Linked DNA regions of Sus scrofa: all the other regions are linked to region 3. The links are chromatin contacts, called in public Hi-C maps. All regions are on one chromosome and are shown on one strand. The core of a region is the stretch at or near the end of the contact, and the rest is flanking DNA. Distances in the headings are between cores, read along the strand shown. Region 1 overlaps IFI6 (interferon alpha-inducible protein 6). Region 2 holds the start of LOC110261122 (ankyrin repeat domain-containing protein 34A-like). Region 3 overlaps WASF2 (WAS protein family member 2).

Region 1 (3,516 bases), core at 700-3,199, 220 kb after region 3:
CCACAGCCACCCCAGATCTGAGCCACGTCTGCAACCTACACCACAGCTTGAGGCAATGCCCAGATCCTTAACCCACTGAGTGGGCCCAGGGATCAAACCCGCATCCCCGTGGACACTATGTCAGGTTCTTAACCTGCTGAGCCACAATGGGAACTCCCAGAGGGAAATTCTTAACTACTTTGCCCCATTGCCTTACTGAAAACCCAGCCTCATCTGTGCTAGAGTATATTGACTAGAAGGGTAGGGCCCTTGACCTCACTGCGTTGTACTTGACCTCACTGTTAAAGAGGGTTCAGGTCCCTCTCTCCCAGGTCTGCATGACAGGGACAGACTGATATTATCAAGGGTCCCCCAGGAAAAGAACAAGTGGTCCAGTTGCTCTTTTCCATGAAGTTTGGGGAATATGAAGGGACAGGTTGAAGGGAGGGGACTGACCTCAGGTTCAGGTCTACCACATACATTGAGCACCTACTGTGTGCCAGGCCTGTGCCAGGTGCTGGGGAGGGGAGATGAATTAGATGTAGTGCCTTCCCGAAGGAGCTGAGGGATTCACATTTCTGCCTCTGGGATATCAACTTTATAGAAAAGCTGGGGTGCAATTACTAGGCATGGAGAGAGTGCTGCTTGAGACCCCGCATCCTCTGAGGGCAGAAGGAGCCTCTCTGCCCCACCGTGGATGGCCCTAAGTGAGGCAGGACTCGGCTGAGGTCCTATGGTGATGGTCAGGGCAGGGGACACAGCTCAGCTTCCCTTCTTGGACCCAAGCTGTGGAGACAGTGGTCGAGGTGCCGATGGTGCCTCCACCATCCGTGCTCCGCTTCCACAAACAGCACTTCTCTGGGGACCTGCAGCAAGTCAGCCGAGGCACACAACTGCCATCTGGACCCGGGGGCAGGAACAAAAGCAGGATGGAGCCTCTTACCCACCTCCACCTCCCACATTTGTCGTCAAAGAAGAAATTCTGGATTACAAGTGGGACTAGGGGGCAGTGGGCCTGAGGACAGCTGGCTTGGGCCTTTTGTGACCAGCTTTTGTGGCTCACACGCAGCCCATCCCCGGTGCAGACTCCCTGGGAAACTGGCATTGAGGCTGGCGCACCCTTTACAGACCAGAACCACAGCACGAGTCTCACTCTCTCTCCACTAGGACTAGAACCAGGCTGATGTTACCGCCAAATGACTTCCAGGGCCTCTTTGCCCTTCCCCCGCCAAGGTCCTGGCCCTCTGCTTCACTGGCCAGGCCTCCCAAAGCTCAGGTCCTACCAGGGGCTTGGGTAGGCCTTCTCTTCCCCCTCAGAAGGCGTGCAGGCTCCAGAGGCAAACTGTCCACGCTGCCCCCAGAATTGTCTAAGGGCAGGGAGGCTGTGCCATGTCCCCTCAAAGCTGCCATTACACGCTTTCCCCAAAGCAAAGACCTGGCCTTATATTCTCCATCTGAGGGAGGCTACTTGAGTGCTTCTTCAGAGAACAGAGAGCTGGCTTCTCCATCTCTGCCTAATCAGAGAAGTAGCTGGAAGCTTCTATCACCAAGAATAGGCCCCCTGTGAAATGGAGCCTGAGCGTTCATGCTGGGACGGGGTGTGGGGGGGAGGCAGGAGGAGGAGGGGATCTCTGAGCTGGGTTATGCGCGTCCTTAAGGACATTCGAGGCCTGGAGCACCAAACACACCAAGGCCCAGAGACCAGATCAGCTGGTTGTGCTCCAGGAGGTATGATGCGCTTTAGGGGGAAAGCGGGGTCGGGAGTGTGGAGGAGGCAGACCAGAGCCAGATCTCGTTGGGCTTCTCATAGCAAAGGCGACTCCCAGCAGGACAGAGTGTTTTCTGAGAGAAGTTTATTCTGTTTTGCTTGGTTTTGTTTTTTGACCTAGATCATTGCCAAGTATGACAGAGGAAGCTCAACCACAGCTGGAAAAAGGAGGAGGAGCACGGGGAGGGAGGGGCTTCCAGGGAGCCGCTGGCTACTGCTCATCCTCTGTCTTCTCCCCTCTGCTTTCGAGTTGCTTGCTGACAGTATAGCCCAGAAAGGCCCCAACTTTGCCCATGAGGGCACTGCCACCGCCAGCCCCTGTAAAACAAATGCAGCCAGGTCACTTGGGGTCCAGGCACCAGGCCTGAGAATCCAAGGGTCTGGAAATATTAAGTTCAAACTTTTCATTTCCAGATAGAGAAAGAGAGGCCCTAGAGGGGAGAAGCCTTCTGCAAAGGGAGTCCTACTCCTCACCGCTGAACCCCTGCCCCCACTAACTTGCCTTCTCAAATCAGAGCTGCTTTTTTATTTTTATTTTTTATTTATTTTTTTGTCTTTTTGCTTTTTCCAGGGCCTCTCCAGCAGCATATAGAGGTTCCCAGGCTAGGGGTCTAATCGGAGCTGTAGTTGCCAGCCTATGCCAGAGCCACAGCAATGTGGGATCCGAGCCACATTTGCAACCTACACTCCAGCTCACAGCAATGCCGGATCCTTAACCCACTGAGCAAGGCCAGGGATCGAACCTACAACCTCATGGTTCCTAGTTGGATTTGTTAACCACTGTGCCGCGATGGGAACTCCTTTTTAGAGATGAAAAAGACACAGAGTTCCCAGCGGCTCAGCAGGTTGAGGACCCAACATGTGGCTGTGAGGATGAGGGTTCATTCCCTGACCTCGCTCAGTGGGTTAAGGATCTGGAGTTGCCTGCAGATGTGGCTCGGATCCAGAGGTGTGATGTAGGCCAGCAGCTGGGCTCCATTTTGACTCCTAGCCTGGGAATCTCCATACACTGCAGGTGCTGGAGGAAGGAAGGAAGAAAGAAGGAAGGAGGAAAGAAAGAAAAGAAGGAAAAAAATAAGAGCTCATTCTCTTCCTGTCCGCACTGCGTTATTAGCAATGCTAACAGCCTCCTTTATGGAGACCTCCCTGTGGGTGCTGGGGGGTTGCAAGCAAGATATTTCGTCCTTGTACCAACCCTGTGACATGTGAGAGGATAACTATCTCATAGCACAGGACTGTTTCTAGCTTGGCCTTCATCCTTCGCCTCCCACTGCTGACTCTGCCCTCTCTGAGAAGGGCTTTGTCTTCCTTTGGGGCTTATTCTTTGGGGTTTTGTGATTCAGAGAGAAGATGAAGCATTCAGAAAGGCAGAGGGGCAGTTTGGCAGGGGTAGTTTTTCTCTAAGATTTTGGAGGCCTCAGAGAGAGGGAGAGGGAGCAGGAGGGGGGAAATGAATGCATGTTTTCTGGAAGCACCATTCTGTGCTCTGTATCTGTCTCCTTCATGATGTTCAAGAAAATGCAAGACCAGACTTAGTGTGAGATTGAATTGGGTTGCTTCACCACATTTCTTTGCCACTCTGGGTCTCTGAGGTTGAGAAGATTCCTAAAATGTTAGCTTGAGGGAGTTCCCCTCGTGGCGCAGTGGTTAACGAATCCCACTAGGAACCATGAGGTTGTGGGTTCGATCCCTGGCCTTGCTCAGTGGGTTAAGGATCCGGCATTGCCGTGAGCTGTGGTATATGTCACAGACGATGCTCAGATCTGGCA
Region 2 (3,752 bases), core at 19-2,518, 170 kb after region 3:
GCCTTGTTCTCCGCTCCCACGGTCCCCCCTTCATTCCCCCCCCCGCCCCATTCTCAGCAAGCTGGAGAGCAAATTGCAGTTTTAAATCCAAAGACGGAGGGAGGGGGAGGAGGAGGGGGCGCGCGGCAGCGCTGGGCGCGCACCTCGCCCCCGAGCCGGGGGAGCCGCGGGGCGGCCAGGAAACCCGAGAACCCCCCCTCCCTGCCCCCCCTTCTCGTCCACCTCCCCCTCCCCCTTCCCGGCGCTGCCTGCCAGGCTTCGAGCCGAGCCCAGCCGAGCCGCGGGCCCCGGTGGAAACAAAGACCGATCGCACCGCGGGCACCGCAGCCACGGGGTCCGGCGGACCGGACCGGGGCACGCAGAGGGGGCGCGGGGCCCCCCCGGTGCGCTGCACAAAAGAGCCCGGCCGGACGGTCCCCAGCGGGGGTCTAGGGTGGGGAGGAGGCGCCACTCACCGGAGTGCTGGTCTGCCGGCTCCGTGGGTCCGAGCCAGGCGAAGGGCTTTGGGGGGCGTCTGTCTTCCGGCGGCGGCGGCGACGCGGGCGCCCGGCTGCTGGGGAGAGGAGTCGTGGAGGAGCCCTGAGCCGCCCGCCGTTGCTGACAGCATGGCTCGCGCCTCGGCTCACATTCTCCGCCGCTAACTCCGCTGGACACGGCCCCCCGCTCCCGCGGCGCCCCCCACCTCGATCACTCCTTCGCTCTCTCTGCGCCCCCCTCGCTCCCCCCACCGTGCACACACTCTCACAGCCCTGGACACCCCCGCCCCCACTCCCCCAATTGCAAACCTGGGAGGGAACGCGCCCCGCGTAGTCCTCCTCCTGCTCCTGCTCCTCTCCTCCGCCCTCCTCCCTCCCGCTCTCTCCGGCTGTCTGTCTGTCTGTCTGACTGTCTCTATCTCTCGCTCCCTCTGCCTTTCTCTGCTCTCAGAGCTGGGTGGGAAAAGGAAATGAGGACAGAAAGCAGACGCTGGCTTTGGGTGGTGGTAGCTGGATTCCCTCTCTCCCTCCCTCCCCCTCCTCCCCTCCCTCCTCCTGCCTTCTGCTCTCTCCGCTGCGAGCGGGGCTGAGCGCAGCCTGGCGGGTGGCTCGCTCTGCCCGCCCGCCCGCCCGCCTGTCTGTCTGTCTGGTCTGCCTCGCTCGCTCGCTCCCTCCCTCCGTCTCTCGCCCTCGCCCTGCCTGCCTGCCTCTCTCCGTCTCCGCCGCCGCCGCCGCTGCCTCTGCGAGCTCGCCTTACCTTCGCCGCTCACCATCCGGAACCCCAGGGGGGAGCGCGCGCGCGGCACGCCGGGACTTGTAGTCCCCGCCTCGGCCGCTCGGCGCGCGAGGCGGGCGGGGCGGCGCCCGCTGCTCCGACGGCGCGGCCGGGACCCCAGAGGGACACAGCGCCTGGGCCCCTCCCGCGGGGGCATGTTCTCTTTTACCAAGGGCTGCTGGTCTTCCTCAATGGTTGGGAACATTTCCCGCGTGCCTCGTCCCCCGCAGGGGCTCTGGCTCGAGCGGAGGTTGCGGGCGGCAGCGAAGGGGCGGGGTCTGCGAATAGAATGAGCGTAGAATGGGGAATCGAGGGATTAGCTAAAGGGCCTGCGACTTTCTGGGGCGTCCCAATTAAATGGGAGGGGAAGAAGAGAGAGGAGAGGGCCAGCTCCCTGAATTTGGGGGCGTTCTTCCTTTCTGAAAAGATTTCCTATTGAGTCAAGCGCAAAGGTTTATGGCGAGAGACCTGCTTCAGAAACCTCAAAGCCCACCAGCATCTCCTCCTCAGTGACATGAACTCAAGTTCTGAGCTCTGGGTTTAGCGCCGCCCACCAAAGCCCAGTCTTTCTGGCAGTCCAAGGGCGGCAAGGGCACAAAAGTCCTGGATGATCCACAGAACACACATACACACACCAATCCACAGAACACACACACACACACACACACACACACACACACGCATGCACACACACACGGGCTTTGCCTCCCTAAATTCGACTGAGTTTTTTCCTTGTGTCAGGAAACAAAATTCAGATTCAACAGTTCAGAGCTCCTGCTGTGCCCAGGGGGCTGGACTCAGCACTTTCACCTACCTCCTCTTCAGGTCACATCTGTTATCCAGCCCCTGGCTCCTGGCCCCCTGCCTGGCCTATCCCCACAGATGGGAATGTGCACTGCCAGGGCCTGGTTACCAAGGGGAAGTAGCTGGACAGCTCAGGAAGAACTGCTGCTGCCATTTATTGCACACGGCAGGGCCCTTGAGTCCTGCAAAGACCTGGCAAAATGGTACTGTTATCATTTCCATTTTAGAGATGAGGGCACTGAAGAAGTGGGAGAGCCCAGCCAGACCAGGGTGTGTTTGATTGCAAAGCCCACTGCTTACCCTCTGGGCCATGGCAGGGAGCTGTGACTCCCCAGGTCTCCATCTGACCTTCTCTCTCAGTGCCTGTGTGTCCTCCTTTGGCACCTCAATTCAACCAATGTTAACTGAGGTGTGCAAGGCTCACAGGGGACAAGGATATGAATAATGCATGGTCACTGTCCTGTCCTCAGTGTCTACCAACACCGGCCCTGACTGGTCCTGTGCTGGTCCCATTTCTGCACTACACACACTTCATCTGTGTGTCTGACAGTCCTTTGCCCAGTGTCTGCTGGCTGTTTCTGTCTTGCCCCATGTCTGAAGTTCCTTCAGCAGTGCCTTTGTCCTTGGCCCACCTGTTTCTGACTCTTCCTTTGGCCCTGCAGGGTGATGCGAGGTGATGGCCAGTGTGTGACAAAGGCAGGTGGTGTCATTGTGCCAACTGCAGCTCCCTGCCACCACCTTCCCTTCACCTCCACACCTCCCAAGCCCCTCCTCTAGGACAGTCTGAAACTCTCAGAGGACAAAAGAGAACCTGGGGGACATTTTCTATTGGCCTTTTGCAGGAACAAGGGGGGGGGCACAGCAGCAATGGGAATGGTCTAGGACTCTACATAGAACACCGATTGATCTGGCTTTATGGGCCTGGCATGGCCAGCAGCAGAGGCCCCCACTTAGGAGCTGCTTCTCCTTGCAGGCAAGCCCTGGGTTCAAAGATTTCTTCATTGAATGGGAACAATCGTGAGGTCAGATATTAATGAAAGCAGTGGTTAAAGTCATTAGAGGCCCTTCGCAGCTCTAAAGCCTAAGTCTGAAGTTATCACAAGTAGATGAGGCTTTGGCATCTTGCCCCAGCTGGTCCCCCACCGGTGAGGCTTTGATGTTGGGGAAGGCAGGCAAAGAAGCCCAGGTTCCCCTTTCTTTTACCCCCTTACCACATCCTTACCTATTAGGCTGTGCCCCAGGGCATGAAGGCCCCACCTAGGCCAAATCAAGTGTGGGGAGGGAATTGGGTGGGAATAAAGGCCGGCTTCCAGGTGCTAGGGAGCCCCAGGCAGAATGGGATGGAAGAGGAGTTTGGAAGAAGCACAGGAGGGGAGAGGTTAAATGATGAGGGGCAAGAGGGCAAGGTTAGTGGGGCCCAAGTCTTAGTGAGAGGGGAATAAAAGTTAGGGTGGGTTATCCAAGCTTACCCCCTCCCACCCCTCTCAGCTGCCCCCTCCCCAGAGAGGGTGGGTGCCCAAGGTGCTGGGCATAGCTGGAAATCAAGCATTACAGGGTTTCCCAGTCATTGGGGGGCCAGTCTTTCTCTTGGAGCCTCTTCAAATCGTGTTGGGTGGAGGGGTCTCCCCAGCCAAACGCAAGCGGAGTCATCCTGCGGGCGGCTGCTGCCACCTAGTGTCTAATTTCCATATCTGCTT
Region 3 (3,251 bases), core at 281-2,780:
TTAACACTACCCTGAACTAAAAAGAATTGTAAAGGTCATTCTTCCCTGACCTCCAATCCTATCACAACACTCAGAAAACATTTCCTAACCAAGCACTAGCGACTTTTATATTACCTCTTGTTTGGAGTTGGCCACACCACTCCTCATGTCTGTTAGGGCAAATCAAGGAAATTAAGAGGAGGATGCTAATAAGGAAAATACCTGAAATTAACTGAAAATAAACTTGTCTTATCACCCTCCCTTCAATACTGTCAGGTGTATAGTCCCTTCCTGTCCTCCAACCCCTCTGCCCTGATCTAACCAGAGCAAACGATGGAGGCTACAGAGTCAAATCCCTGCCCTGCTATGTCAGCTGCCCCTTCGAGAGCCAAGGGGCAAACATAATTTCACACGGCAACAATCTTATAGGAGAGATGCCATGTACTTTTTCTGTATCTGTGTGAGAAGCAACCATGCTCCTATGCCCGATCTCTGGATCAGGCAGGTGTCCTTGAATTTCACACACACACACACACACACGTTCTACTCTGCAGTACACCCGTGTCTTACAGAAGACATCTGCCTCCAGCTATCTGTAATTACTTTTACCTGTTCCAAAGATATTTATGGATGTGAGCAAGATAAATATTCGCTTTCTGCCCCTGCGTGGTGGTTTTTCGCAGGATGATAACACGACCAGACCACAGAGGGGAGGGGCAGCGAGCTGTCTATAAGGCTACCCTTTTCAAGTCCAGCCACAGCACTGTAGGTCTTTTCTGAGGGGAATGTTGAAAGGATGTTCAAAACAAAGTGAGCGACACTCATTTGGAAGAATGCCAATTACTCCTTAAGCTCTGGAAGGACCCTCAGGGCCCAGAGCAGCCAGTCCACAAGGCTGGCCCCACTAACACGCCCAAACATCTGGTAATCTAGTGGTTTCAGAGTAAGTGGGAGCCCTGCTAGAATGTTGCCCCTGGGATGAATGCTATAGGACTGCCTTGTAACAAAGTCCTTTTGGTTCTATAATAACTAAATTCCTTGGATGGAATCCAAGACGGACCAGGCTTATACCAAATTAAACTCTGCAGCATGCGATGCTATAACAAACTTTCAATATATATTATATTTGCTATGAATTTCAGAAACCAAACAATAACAATAACTGTTTATATGGTAAATTTCAGCTTCTGCCGCCTCAAGCAACTCTGGGGTAGGTAGTAAGCTTTTCGATACAACAATCTGCTGGAAACAACATCTTTGAATAAAAAGACAAGCTAGTGTTGTTAACCACAGTCCGAAAAAAGGAGGAGCTCGCCAGGTTACCTGTAAGGGGTAAGATTGTTGAGAGGTGGAGGAGTATCACAGGTGTTGTATGTTTCCAAGACAGGTATGGGGAGAGAATTTCTGTCAAAAAGCTTCTGGTCCTGAACAGTAGAGCTTCGGAAGGCCTTTCGGGTGTTGATTCCTTGTAGTGACACTGAAAGAAGATGGGAGGCATTAGAAAATGGACGACAGGCTATTTGAGCAAACACTGAGTCACACCAGGCAGAGAGGCCTCAGCTGCTGCATTTCTTGGCTGCGGCTGTCTGCAGCCTGGTTTTTTTTCCCCTCTTCTGGGGAAGCCCCACAAGGCTGTCGGCAGCCCAGCCATTTCACGACTGAACAAAATGAGGCAACACAAAGGTTTACTATGTGGCCAGCTCTAGCAGACCTCTCCTTAGGAGGAATGAATCTTCCAAGTACTTTTATGGTAGCAAAATACGACGGGGGGGAAGGGGAATCTGAGACAGAGGGAATTGGGGGAATGGGAGAAAGGGAGTGTGTGGAGGTATGGTAGAGACACAAAGGTTTCTTTACACCACCTAGGCTTGTATCTTTTCAAAGAAGAACTCCATAGGTTTCTATGATTTCTCCCCTCACTTTTTTATAAATCAGGGGGAAAAAAAAATCGTAAGCAACTGCTCAGCAGAGCCTGCAAATGCTGAGCTCAGCTTCCTTACCTTCTTCTTCCTTGGGATCCAGCTGAGTGACTTTAACTTGTAGGCGGTCGACCCTCTCAGCAAGGGAGCTTACCCGAGAGGCAAAAGTATTTGCCTGAGTAAAGAGCTCTCCAAAAATGTCCTCGGCATATTTACCTGAGAGAGCAAAGAAACCAAGTCACTGGTGCATAAAAGTGACATAAATGGTCAGAAAAACTGGTTACTGAAGAATGTACTCCCCACCTCCCAAACACCATCCCCCACTCCCCTAAGATGGTTCAGGCTACATGCAGAGCTTGCCCTTGGAGACAGAAACATACCCTCCAGAGCCTGGGCAGTTTGCATGTGTTCTATAGCTAATAGAGTCTTCCTGGCAAACTCTGGCTGTTACAAAACTCAAGGCAGGCGGAATAAAATCAAAAGTTTAAAACAAAAAAACTAATCCTAGAAGCGTGGATAGTACACCTACACATTTGCCTATAGCCTTAGCCCTTTGCTGCTCTGTAAAAGCACCTTGTAAAAATGGTTCTGGAAAACAGATTGGGAGTTAAAAGGACCTTCTAGATGTTCACAATTAACATGAAAAATAAGAAATTACATCCTCAAGGGAGCCCCAAAAGTATGCTGAACAACCATGATGAGATACTGTATTTTGGGGAGGTCTTTAACTTAGTAACAACTCATAATAGAGACGTATAATTTCTTCTCAGGGGTTAAAAGGTTATTTCATGTTTTTATAACCTGTAACTTTGAAAGTCTTTGCTTTAGGTTATAATCCTTCAAATCTACATCTCAGGGAACAAGTGGAAAGCTGAAACATTCAAGCTCTCCCTGAAAAACAACATACCAGTGGTCTCTTTCCACAATGTCTTGTTTTTTTGAAAAAGAAAAGAGTTCTGTACTTTCAACCCTGGAATGCAAGGAGAATCTGCAGCCAAAGAAACATAACAGCAATCTGACACTACCTCCATATTGTCATTCCAAGCCACAGAGCACATTCTTGCTAGGAATGAGAAGTGGTGCATACGAATAAATACACCATCTGAGTATCTTACTTGCAAGGTGAACGCAGGCATATGTGACTATGTCCAACCAAAAGATCATTTCTCTGACAACTATTCAAAGGAGGCTTTGATTTTTCAGCTTCAAAACTACATTTATGCTTAGTCTACACTTGAAAGGAAAAAAATTAGTCCAAAAGGCCAAAACTGCATTTTCTGGGTGAACTGTAGCTCACTTACCTTTCTAGTGTAACCTAGAGAGGAAGGATAAGACAATCAACAGCATATTTTG

What was found. Hi-C and Micro-C count contacts between places; a contact is called where the count stands out from the background.
Region 1: a contact with region 3 is called in a Hi-C map of mesenteric adipose tissue, with 1.8 times the contacts expected there. The contact joins two enhancer-like sites. A contact is called at or near these places in 5 of 47 Hi-C or Micro-C datasets (epiblast stem cells, fetal heart ventricle, mesenteric adipose tissue and 2 more) and 2 of 2 datasets of contacts at active chromatin or transcription factors (alveolar macrophages and skeletal muscle).
Region 2: a Hi-C map of epiblast stem cells shows a contact between it and region 3, with 2.3 times the contacts expected there. The contact joins the promoter of LOC110261122 here to the enhancer-like site in region 3. A contact is called at or near these places in 2 of 5 promoter capture datasets (fetal liver and liver), 14 of 47 Hi-C or Micro-C datasets (blood, embryonic fibroblasts, epiblast stem cells and 9 more) and 2 of 2 datasets of contacts at active chromatin or transcription factors (alveolar macrophages and skeletal muscle).

What each region holds. Positions count from the first base shown.
Region 1 is chr6:84,850,967-84,854,482 of Sscrofa11.1, forward strand. IFI6 (interferon alpha-inducible protein 6) reads right to left here. Exons shown (of 5, transcript XM_021095660.1): 5 at 1,816-2,065. The coding sequence ends at 1,959. Among named protein-coding and RNA genes, the nearest start is that of IFI6, 5.3 kb to the right of the region's middle. Within about 2 kb of position 1,950, at least 29 of the 83 cell types and tissues checked have an H3K27ac peak or open chromatin away from gene starts, as enhancers often do. A contact at or near this core is called in mesenteric adipose tissue, skeletal muscle and subcutaneous adipose tissue, where this site is marked.
Region 2 is chr6:84,801,239-84,804,990 of Sscrofa11.1, forward strand. LOC110261122 (ankyrin repeat domain-containing protein 34A-like) reads right to left here and starts at 1,269. Exons shown (of 4, transcript XM_021095643.1): 1 at 1,234-1,269; 2 at 456-553. The coding sequence starts at 1,249.
Region 3 is chr6:84,633,646-84,636,896 of Sscrofa11.1, forward strand. WASF2 (WAS protein family member 2) reads right to left here. Exons shown (of 9, transcript NM_001258444.1): 3 at 1,980-2,114; 4 at 1,303-1,456. Among named protein-coding and RNA genes, the nearest start is that of GPR3, 25 kb to the left of the region's middle. Within about 2 kb of position 1,531, at least 35 of the 83 cell types and tissues checked have an H3K27ac peak or open chromatin away from gene starts, as enhancers often do. A contact at or near this core is called in epiblast stem cells, fetal skeletal muscle, mesenteric adipose tissue and 2 more, where this site is marked.